Linked DNA regions of Sus scrofa: region 2 is linked to region 1. Evidence: chromatin contacts called from public HiChIP or PLAC-seq data. All regions are on one chromosome and are shown on one strand. Each heading gives the region's core, a stretch centred on a gene start, on an enhancer-like site or on the middle of the called end of the contact. The rest is flanking DNA. Distances are from core to core; before and after follow the strand shown.

Evidence for each region. HiChIP or PLAC-seq counts read pairs in DNA pulled down with a chosen protein or histone mark.
Region 2: an H3K27ac HiChIP or PLAC-seq map of alveolar macrophages shows a contact between it and region 1, with 4 times the contacts expected there. The contact joins the promoter of LCORL here to the enhancer-like site in region 1. A contact is called at or near these places in 1 of 5 promoter capture datasets (liver), 9 of 47 Hi-C or Micro-C datasets (brain, embryonic fibroblasts, fetal heart ventricle and 4 more) and 2 of 2 datasets of contacts at active chromatin or transcription factors (alveolar macrophages and skeletal muscle).

What each region holds. Positions count from the first base shown.
Region 1 is chr8:12,886,653-12,891,057 of Sscrofa11.1, reverse strand. The region is part of intron 4 of LCORL (ligand dependent nuclear receptor corepressor like); the gene reads left to right. Among named protein-coding and RNA genes, the nearest start is that of LCORL, 80 kb to the left of the region's middle. Within about 2 kb of position 1,552, at least 5 of the 83 cell types and tissues checked have an H3K27ac peak or open chromatin away from gene starts, as enhancers often do. A contact at or near this core is called in alveolar macrophages, where this site is marked.
Region 2 is chr8:12,966,389-12,970,706 of Sscrofa11.1, reverse strand. LCORL (ligand dependent nuclear receptor corepressor like) reads left to right here and starts at 1,572. Exons shown (of 7, transcript NM_001195345.1): 1 at 1,572-1,728. The coding sequence starts at 1,572.

The DNA.
Region 1 (4,405 bases), core at 303-2,802:
ATATTTTCATTCTTGTTTTTCTGTGCCCTGAAAAAAAAAAAAAAAAGATTATTGCTCAGCTGTTAATGCTGTCCTTTATTCCTTTTGAAGAGTGAAGAGCCATTTACTTATGAAATTTATCCTGTTACATTGTTGTGGTACCATTGTAGATCCCTGAATAGGTAGATGAGTAAGATACAGCATTTAGTCTCAAGCAGGACACCGGCATGTTGTAGAGTAGGATACAGTGGGGATAGAATAGAGAGAGTAGTTCATGTGCTCTTGAGTCTCCTGTCCATATTTAACATTTACTCAGGAATGTTGAAATTGAAGACCAAATGAGCCTCAGGATATTCCTCCAAGAAGAATGCAGTCTTTATATTGTATACTTCTGTCCTGGATTGCTAACTCCTAGAGAGCAGAAAATATGTATTATCTCGGTGTCTCTTTTATTTCCCCGAGCAAGTACTGTAGTTATTTTAGAGTCTTGGTAATTGATTTTTAATAGCTTTACTTGTAACAATGAAAGGTGATTTTTAGTTAAAATATAGCTCTGTAACTCTGTAGCTATGGCATTATTTTCTAGATAAAAAATTTTAATGCTTGTTATTAGTAAATTTTTGCATTTTCTTTAGTGTCTCATTCCATTTAAAATTAAAAGTAGTAAATTAAGGAAGCAACATTTGGGAGGAGCTTTGATGGCTCATATTCAATAGGCAAGACAGACCAATAGTATTAGTCTTGTTAAAGTTTAAGCCTGCATTCTGCAGTTTACCTTTCTGCCTGTTACTTTAGCAAATAGATATTCTCCATGATCTTGTCATGTCCAGAGAACAATACATTTAAACCGTATAGTAGTCCTTATCAAACAACTGATTTAGGATAGCATTTTTACAGCCTTATTTGGGTTTCATTATATTGTTAAAGTATTAGATTTTCTTTGGTAGAGAGTCTGCTTTTTAACACCTTTATTTTGTTTCCTCTTTGTTCCCAGTAGTGCCCCAGCTTTAGCAGATCTAAAAGCTTCTCTGAAGATGTTGGTTGTCTCTCTAAGTACCACACTGGTCAACAGTGGGTATTTTCTATAAGTAGATATGCAAGCGCTTGTGGCATACTCAGCCGTAGTTCTCCTACAGTAGCCTCTGGACAATAACTTCTAAACTCTGTTGACAGTGGCTGTGCTAGGAATAAGGAGTTGTCTAAACAACTGCTCTCTTGGGTCAGAGATTGATACTGCTTAATAGCAAGTGCCATAGCTGCTGAGGAAGCAGAAAAAAAAAGACATGGGAAATGACTCAGCACTCCAAATAATTTCCAGTCAGATTTTCACTACAACACACATACTGTGTAGAGAGATATAAGCATTGAGATAGTGCATCTAGGGCAACTTGCCTGACTGCATCCTTGTAAGAAGAAAATGGTTTACTCCTTCTATTCAGTATTATAACGAATTGTTTGTTATCTCTAGGGTCACAGGCCAACTAAAAGACTTGTGCAATTACTAGTCAGCTGTTACGACCCTAGCTTGCATGACAGAATGCATCAGTAGATGGTACAAGAAGTAGAAACTGAATGAAAAGGTTGGGGGTGAAGTGTGTGGGACATAGAACGATCATTGTATCAGCAGTCTGTGGTTATGGTGATTATCAAGTAATTCCTAATGGGAATACATTTTTAAAAACTAGTTTAAATACAATTGTGATTTCTTTTCTTTCTCTGAAAATATTCTGAACCCTCTGGATTTTTTCTACCTTACTTTTTTTCACATGCTATTCTCTGACCTTTCTCTCTTATTCTGCTTCACAATTGTAAGAAATGAAGCAGAGAATGTAGTATTTTTATAATTGTGATTTACAAATTATTTTTTTCTTTTTTTAGGGCTGCTCCAGCGGTGTATGGAAGTTCCCAGGTTAGGGATTGAATCAGAGCTGCAGCTGCCAGCCTACGCGACAGCCACAGCAACATGGGGTCTGGGCCTCATCTGCGACTACACCACAGCTCAGGGCATTGCTGAATCCTTAACCCACTGAGTGAGATCAGGGATGGAACCTGCATCCTCATGGATACTAGTCGGGTTCTTAACCCCCTGAGCCACGACTGGAACTCCTAAATTGCCGTTTTTAAATAGCATATGCTATTTTGCTGTTTTGATTTCCATAATATCATTTTATCAAGTTTTTATGACTCAAATTTTACTTTCTAGCTCAGGGGTTTTTGACCTAACTATTTTCCTCCAAAAGTTCCTGGGCAGGATTTCATGGGTTTTGTACATGAATGGAGGAAAAAAATGACATTTTTATTTTCCCTAACCCCCCAGCTGAGATTTAACTTTTCCTTCAAATATAACAATAAAAATTATAGATATTTTTATATTACATTGTTTATCTATTTTGAAATTATAGATATTAGACTTACTACTAGATTTTATATTTTAATGCATTAAGAAGAAAGTACATATATTACTGTATCTTAGTTTTTAAAACTTTACATTGTATTTCAGTATAGTTGGATTCTTTTGTAATCTTACAAATTTGTGCATTTAATACATGATTTTGAGGAGAACTGAAAATCTTTATCCACACTGCCAAAGGAATTCTTGCACAAAAATAGGTTAAGAATCCTGTCTTCCTCCTTTACTATTTGATCTTCCTGCTGTCCCCAGAATGTTATTCATTAAGGACTGTCCTTAGAATTTATATATACATACATGGGTATATTTATGTACATATATGTATTTCCCTTGAAACCGCCCCCCTCTAATTTCAGCAAATCTAAACTAATTTTCCTTTTTAAGCCTGTTCATTTTCTTATGTTCCCCATTTAATTAGTGCCGTTGATACCTTCCCATTCACACAGGATTAAGATACAAGAATTATTTTTGATTCTTTGTTCTTTCTTACAACCTCCTCTAAAAGTGGTTATTAGTAAGTCACTAGGGATTATTAATCAGGCTGCTATGAAAACTCATATACTTTTTGGACATCTTTTTCACTTCTCTTGGGAATAGAGTAGAATTGCTGGGTCATAGCATCAATGTATATTTAAAATATATTAGAAACTGAAAAATCATCCTCCCAAATTTATTGTTTCATAGACTCATTAGAGATGCATGAGAGTTCTAGTTGCTCCAGATCTCTGTCAGCAACTACTGTTATCCTGTTATCCATCTTTGTTATTAGCTATTCTAGTAGGGGTGAAGTGGTATCTCATTTTGCTTTAAATTGCATTTTCCTGATAACTAATAATGTTGAGTGCTTTTTCAAGTTCTTATAGGCAGTTTGTAGAACTTCTTTTTTAGAGGATCTGTTCAATTCATTTGCCCATTTTTAGTTGGGTTGTTTGCTTTCTATTGTTGATGTGAATGTATTTATAAATTCTGAATACAAGTCTTTTATAAGATCACTAAAATGTCTCGTGTTTGTTAAATAGGACTTTAACTTTGTTGAAGGGGCTTTATACCTCCTAATTTGTGAGCCTTGTAAGGTAGAAGACAGTTTTGATATCCTCCATGTGATAGCTAAATTAACTAGACACATAGATGAAAACTAAGCTAAAGACTAAGAAAACTAGGAAAAATTTAAAGGGAATCTCTAAAAACTTGAGAGAGCCTTGGCAACTTTACTTTTTTGAGGTGCAAACTGCTGTATATTTTAGTTGTTTTATAGAACCAATTAAGCTTTAAATATATTTACAAAATAAAATTGTATTCACAAGATCATTATTAGATGTACAAAAGGTATTAATTTGTAATATCCAGGGAGCCCAGTAGAGAGATGGAAATTTTAAGTTGTAGGGTTAAAGCCTTTTTTTTTTCAGTCCTGCCACATATAAATAATGTATAACCTCTTTCAAAGATGACGTTAAAATTGTAAATACGTAGCAAATTTGTAAATGTGAGACCCAAGTCAAATGACTCTCCTGGCTGCTTCCGTGCTAAATATAACACTGGACCAGACTTTGTTCCATTTTTCACTCTTTGGTTCCTCTTTTTATTTGAGAAAAATACCTTATCAGTAGAAAAATTGATAATTAATATAATGACTTAGAAATTTTCTTTTTATATGGCTTAGCTGTATCTCTTAATTGTGAAGGCAAGAGGGTGTGCTGCTGTTTGTCTTCTGGTGTACTAAGCGTCATGCTTGTTAATATCTTTCTCTGGAGGATGAGAAAAGGAAAAGAAATTTAAGTCTATAAGATTTTCCATTTATTGCCTCCTTCCCAAGAGATTTACACTAAGGTAAGGATGAAATTATTAATGAAAATGAAGTTTTTTTTTTTAATTTGGGAGATTCAGCTAGCTCATGTTTTCTTACATTCTTTTCTTACAAATGCTTTAAAAAGTTAGATATATTAATACTTACTACTCTTTATATTGAAGAATTATCCTTTCCTGATAATATACTGCAGTGATTGCAAAAGATAACAT
Region 2 (4,318 bases), core at 323-2,822, 80 kb before region 1:
TTCACTTGCTTTCCCAATTGTGTCTGTTCTAGAAAACATTATGAGATTTCAAACTTCGTTTTTTAAAAATTTGTGAAAATGTAAAACTCTGTCTTCACTATTGAGGAAATGATGAGCAATGAATACTTCCATGTAGGAATGAAAAAAAAAAAAAAAGGTGGATAAAGATAAGCCACAAAACAGGGTGAGTGGAACTGAATTCAGAATTCACACTAGTTTCCAAGGAGCATTAAAATATGTTTTCCAGACTTGTCCATAAATTTCCACTAATGCACAGTACCTCTAAGCAAACTTTGGGTGTCTTAGCTTCAGTTCGGCCCCCCGCGCATATACAGAAATACACGCACAATCACCGTGGTGCTGAAGTAAAACATGTCATTGGAGTTTATACCTAACCAAAAGATTTCTCTCTCTCTTTGAAGAAATATTTTCTCTCTAGAGCAGCGTATAATTCATTCCGTAACATTTGTTAAGTGCTAATCCCTTGCCACGCTCTGTACTAGGGCGAAGCAGGTGAAAGATATCAAGGTACAGATGTCTCAAAGGGTCGCTGCCCTCCAGGAGTTTACTTATTGCAGAGCATAAGTTTCTCTTTTTGGAGTTTTCACTCAGCCACACTTAAACCCTCATAAACGATTTCCGGTGAAAAGCCCCGCATCTTTCTCCCAATATTTACAGAGTCTCGCTTTCCAAGAAGTCATCGCCCTGGAAACTGAAGTCACTGCAGGATGTCCCTCTGGATATCTGGCAATTATTTTGGATGCAGCCCAGTCACTGGCTTGCTTTTTCCCTGCTGTGGCAGGATGACTGTGATCCCCAAAAGTTTCCAGCACTTAAAGCACAAAGCGCTGTTCAAACCCTCAAGAGACGGACAACTTTTGCCACTTTCATCGCCTTTCTATTGCGGAGCCTAAGGAGGTTAAGTTGGTTGGGTCAGACACGACGACGCCGGCAGCGCACAGTCTTAGGCGCGGGAAATTAGAGGCTAAACCCACAAGCCGCGCAGTGCTGTGCAGTCTATGCTAACCCAAGTGTGCGAATTGGACTGGAGAGGAACCCATCCCTGATGGACTACAAAATCCGGCATGCACCGCGCCGTGGCGACGAGCTCCACTTCGGGGGTCCCAGCGCAAAGGGGTCTGGGAAGTGAAGTCTCCGGGTGTCCGGAGTTGCGTCGGGAAGGCAGAAGGGAGGCGTGACTAGTCCGCTCCATTGGCGCGCCGGTTCCTGGCCGGGCTCCGAGCCTCCCGCTCCCGCTCAGGGTTTTCGCGGGCGGCGGGAGCAGTATGGCTAGCTTGAGTAAACTCCGGGGGGAGGGGAGGGAGGGGAGGAGATGGGGAGTCGGGGTCAGCGGAAGCTGCAGGTTGCTTCCTTCTCCTCAGCTCCCTCCCCGCCTCTCCCTGAGGGAGCGGTGGGAGGGGGAGGGGATGGGAGAGGGACGGTAGTGTGACACGTGTCAATCAACCCCCCTCCGGGGGGCGCGCGCTCCGGGGCTCGCGCTGAGGGCTCGCGCCCCTGCCTCGTGCCTGCGCCGCTCGTATGTAAATGAGGGCGCGTGACGCGGGACGCAGATGGACAAGGGAAGAGAGAGAATGGCCGCTGCCGCCGCCGCCGCTGCTGCCGCCGCCGCCGCCGCCGCTCAGTGCCGGAGCCCTCGGTGCGCGGCGGAGAGGAGAGGATTCCGGCGGGAACTCGACTCTTGGCGCCACCGCCTCATGCACTGTGTAGGTAAGAGAGACACGGGCCGGGGCCCCGGCTCCGCGCGGCGACGGCTGCCGCAGCCCGAGGAGTTTGTGGCTGAGGGGTTTACTTGAATCTCCCGTTCGGGTCAGTTCAATGGGGGAGCGAGATGGGAGCGGCGGCGGCGCGGCAGCTCCGGCGCTCGCCTTTTGTCTGGGGGCTCCTCGCCCGGCGCACTCCGCGCTCCTTCCCCTCCTCTGCGCTTGGGCTCCCCGGGAACTGTTAGTTCGGACCCGCTCTCCGAGCCCCCGAAGAAGCGGCTCGCTCGCGCTCTCCCCGAAACTCCCCGGCTCCCCTCGCCGCTCGCCGTCCACCTTGTCAGGAGGGAGGAAACGGGCCGGCGGGGTCGGCGCCCGGGTGGAGAGGAGCCGGCGGGTAGAGCCGGCGGGAGGAAGGCGGGCTGGTCCGCGCCCCCGCCGGGCGCTCACACACCCCCTTCTCGCCGCCGGGGGCTGGGCGGGCCGACGCGGCCGAGTTCCCGGGGACGGGGACCTGAGCGACCCCCGGGCTGTTGCGGGGCCGCGGGTGGGCCCGCTGGGGGCGAGGGGCGGTGGGGGCGTCGCCCGAGGGCGGGGGCGCCCAACTCTGCCCTCTCGCGCTCGGCGGCGGCGGCGGCGCGGTGTGTACCCCTTTAAGAAGGAGCCGTTCGAGCGCTGACGGTTGGGATTTGAAGTTCTTCCTCCCTCTTTGGAAGTCTGGTCAGAGAGGGGGGTGTTGTCATGGTGACGGCACCCCCCCCCCCGGTCTCCTCGCGGACGCCCCGAAGACTCGGGTCCTCTTTTACTGTCATGTGATGGACCCTTCCCCGCACAGACACGCACATAACCCTCCCCACCTCCCATTCCCGTTCTCTTGCAATTCCGTCTTCCCTTTTGGTTGGGTCGGAATCGTTTTGCTTCAAACTTCTGGCCTGGGGGCTGTCATTCTGCGGGTTGCTGGGGGGTGGCGGGAGGTGGCGGGACCTCCCCACCTTGCCCCCGTCGCTTTTTTGTCTGAGTCGTGTGCGTGGAACTGTTATCCAGCAGGTTGGTTGAGTGGGCACCGAGGGGATAACGCGGGTTATGGGATGGGGTGTGTTGTGTTTGTTTTGGAAGAGGTTGATGGGTAGGAGAGTAGGAGCAGAGGTAGGAAGGAAGGTTGCATTGTCTAATGAGTGGATAGTGGCTCGCTCGACTGGCGATTAAATCTTGGCGTTTAGAGTTGAGGAGTAATCTTAGCGCCCTAAGACAAAATTACTCTCTTACCTCTTTTCCATCTGTTCTTGCGCCACCTCGCGCCCCATTTCCCCTCACCCCCCTCAGATTTGTTTGGTTAGTGCCTGAAGATCTTTCTTGTTTTTCACTAGTGAAAAGGAGATTGTGGTAGGATAAACTAGTACAACTTCAGCTGAGAAATGTGCACTGCAGAAACCGATGGATATAGAGAACACGTACCAGAAGGAAGGTTGCTCTGATTAGGGACATAAGTTATGTTTAAGCAATTCACTCTTTTACCCTTATGAAATATGTTTTGGTTCTATCTAAGAAAACATTCTGGGAAATAGCTTTGGTCAAGTATTCATAAATAATTTTACTTTTTTTAAAAAAAACTCTCAAGGTATTATTCCACATATAAAAATTTTAAGCCAAGTGTTGCTAATGTTTCCTGAATGCAAATGGACCTGATTTTTATAATTGCTTTTGTAAGGTCTCTTCCACTGACAACCTGTTTGAAATTTGTTGAGTTTGTTCGGTTAGAATCAGGCAGGATAATAGCATTCTAACACTGGCTCACGCTCTCAGTCAGCTGTGTTGTTTTGCCAAGGCTCACGGTGCTTTGACGATGTCTGGACAATTTTCATGTTTTAGAATACTTTGTTTTTCACTTTTTTCTCATCTTGCTTATTTATATACATTACTATGGCTTTGTCTCTCAAAAATATATTGCTTTTGAAAAAGAGACGAATTTTAATTAAACAAAATTAATTGAATTTGATGGAAAAGGGAAATATGATAGATTTCTGTCTTACTACTTCAATACCAAATAGAATTGGAAGACACTGAAATTGAGTTAATGCTGGGTGTCGAATATGCAGCTCCATATTGCATTTTAATGTACCATACGCTTTGCAGTATTTGAAAGGAAATTTTTCCTGAGCTCTGACTATATTTGAAGATTGTTACCTTTTCCTATTACTTTGTAAACATATTTGCAAAAAAGCCATATTCTTTTTACTTTGTATGTGTATGTGTGAATATATATATGTGTGTATATGTACTTTTGTATTGAATATGCAGTACTCTTATTGCTTGAATTTGTTTTTATAAAATATTCTTTTAGCCTTTAGGGAAGAAAATGTTCCACAAGTCTTATTTTTAAATGAGATATGGAAGTTGTAAGTAGCATCTCAGGGCCGTATAGAAATTAGTATGGAGCCAGTAGTGAAGTTTTAATTTTCAGTTCTTAGCCTAAATCTTTAAAGACTCTCATTCATTTTTTTAATAACATATATAAGTGTTCTAATTTTATGGGCGAAAAGTTCATTTTTCTTGTCATGACTGCTTGTAATTAGCTAAGATGTTTAACTCTTGATATGGAA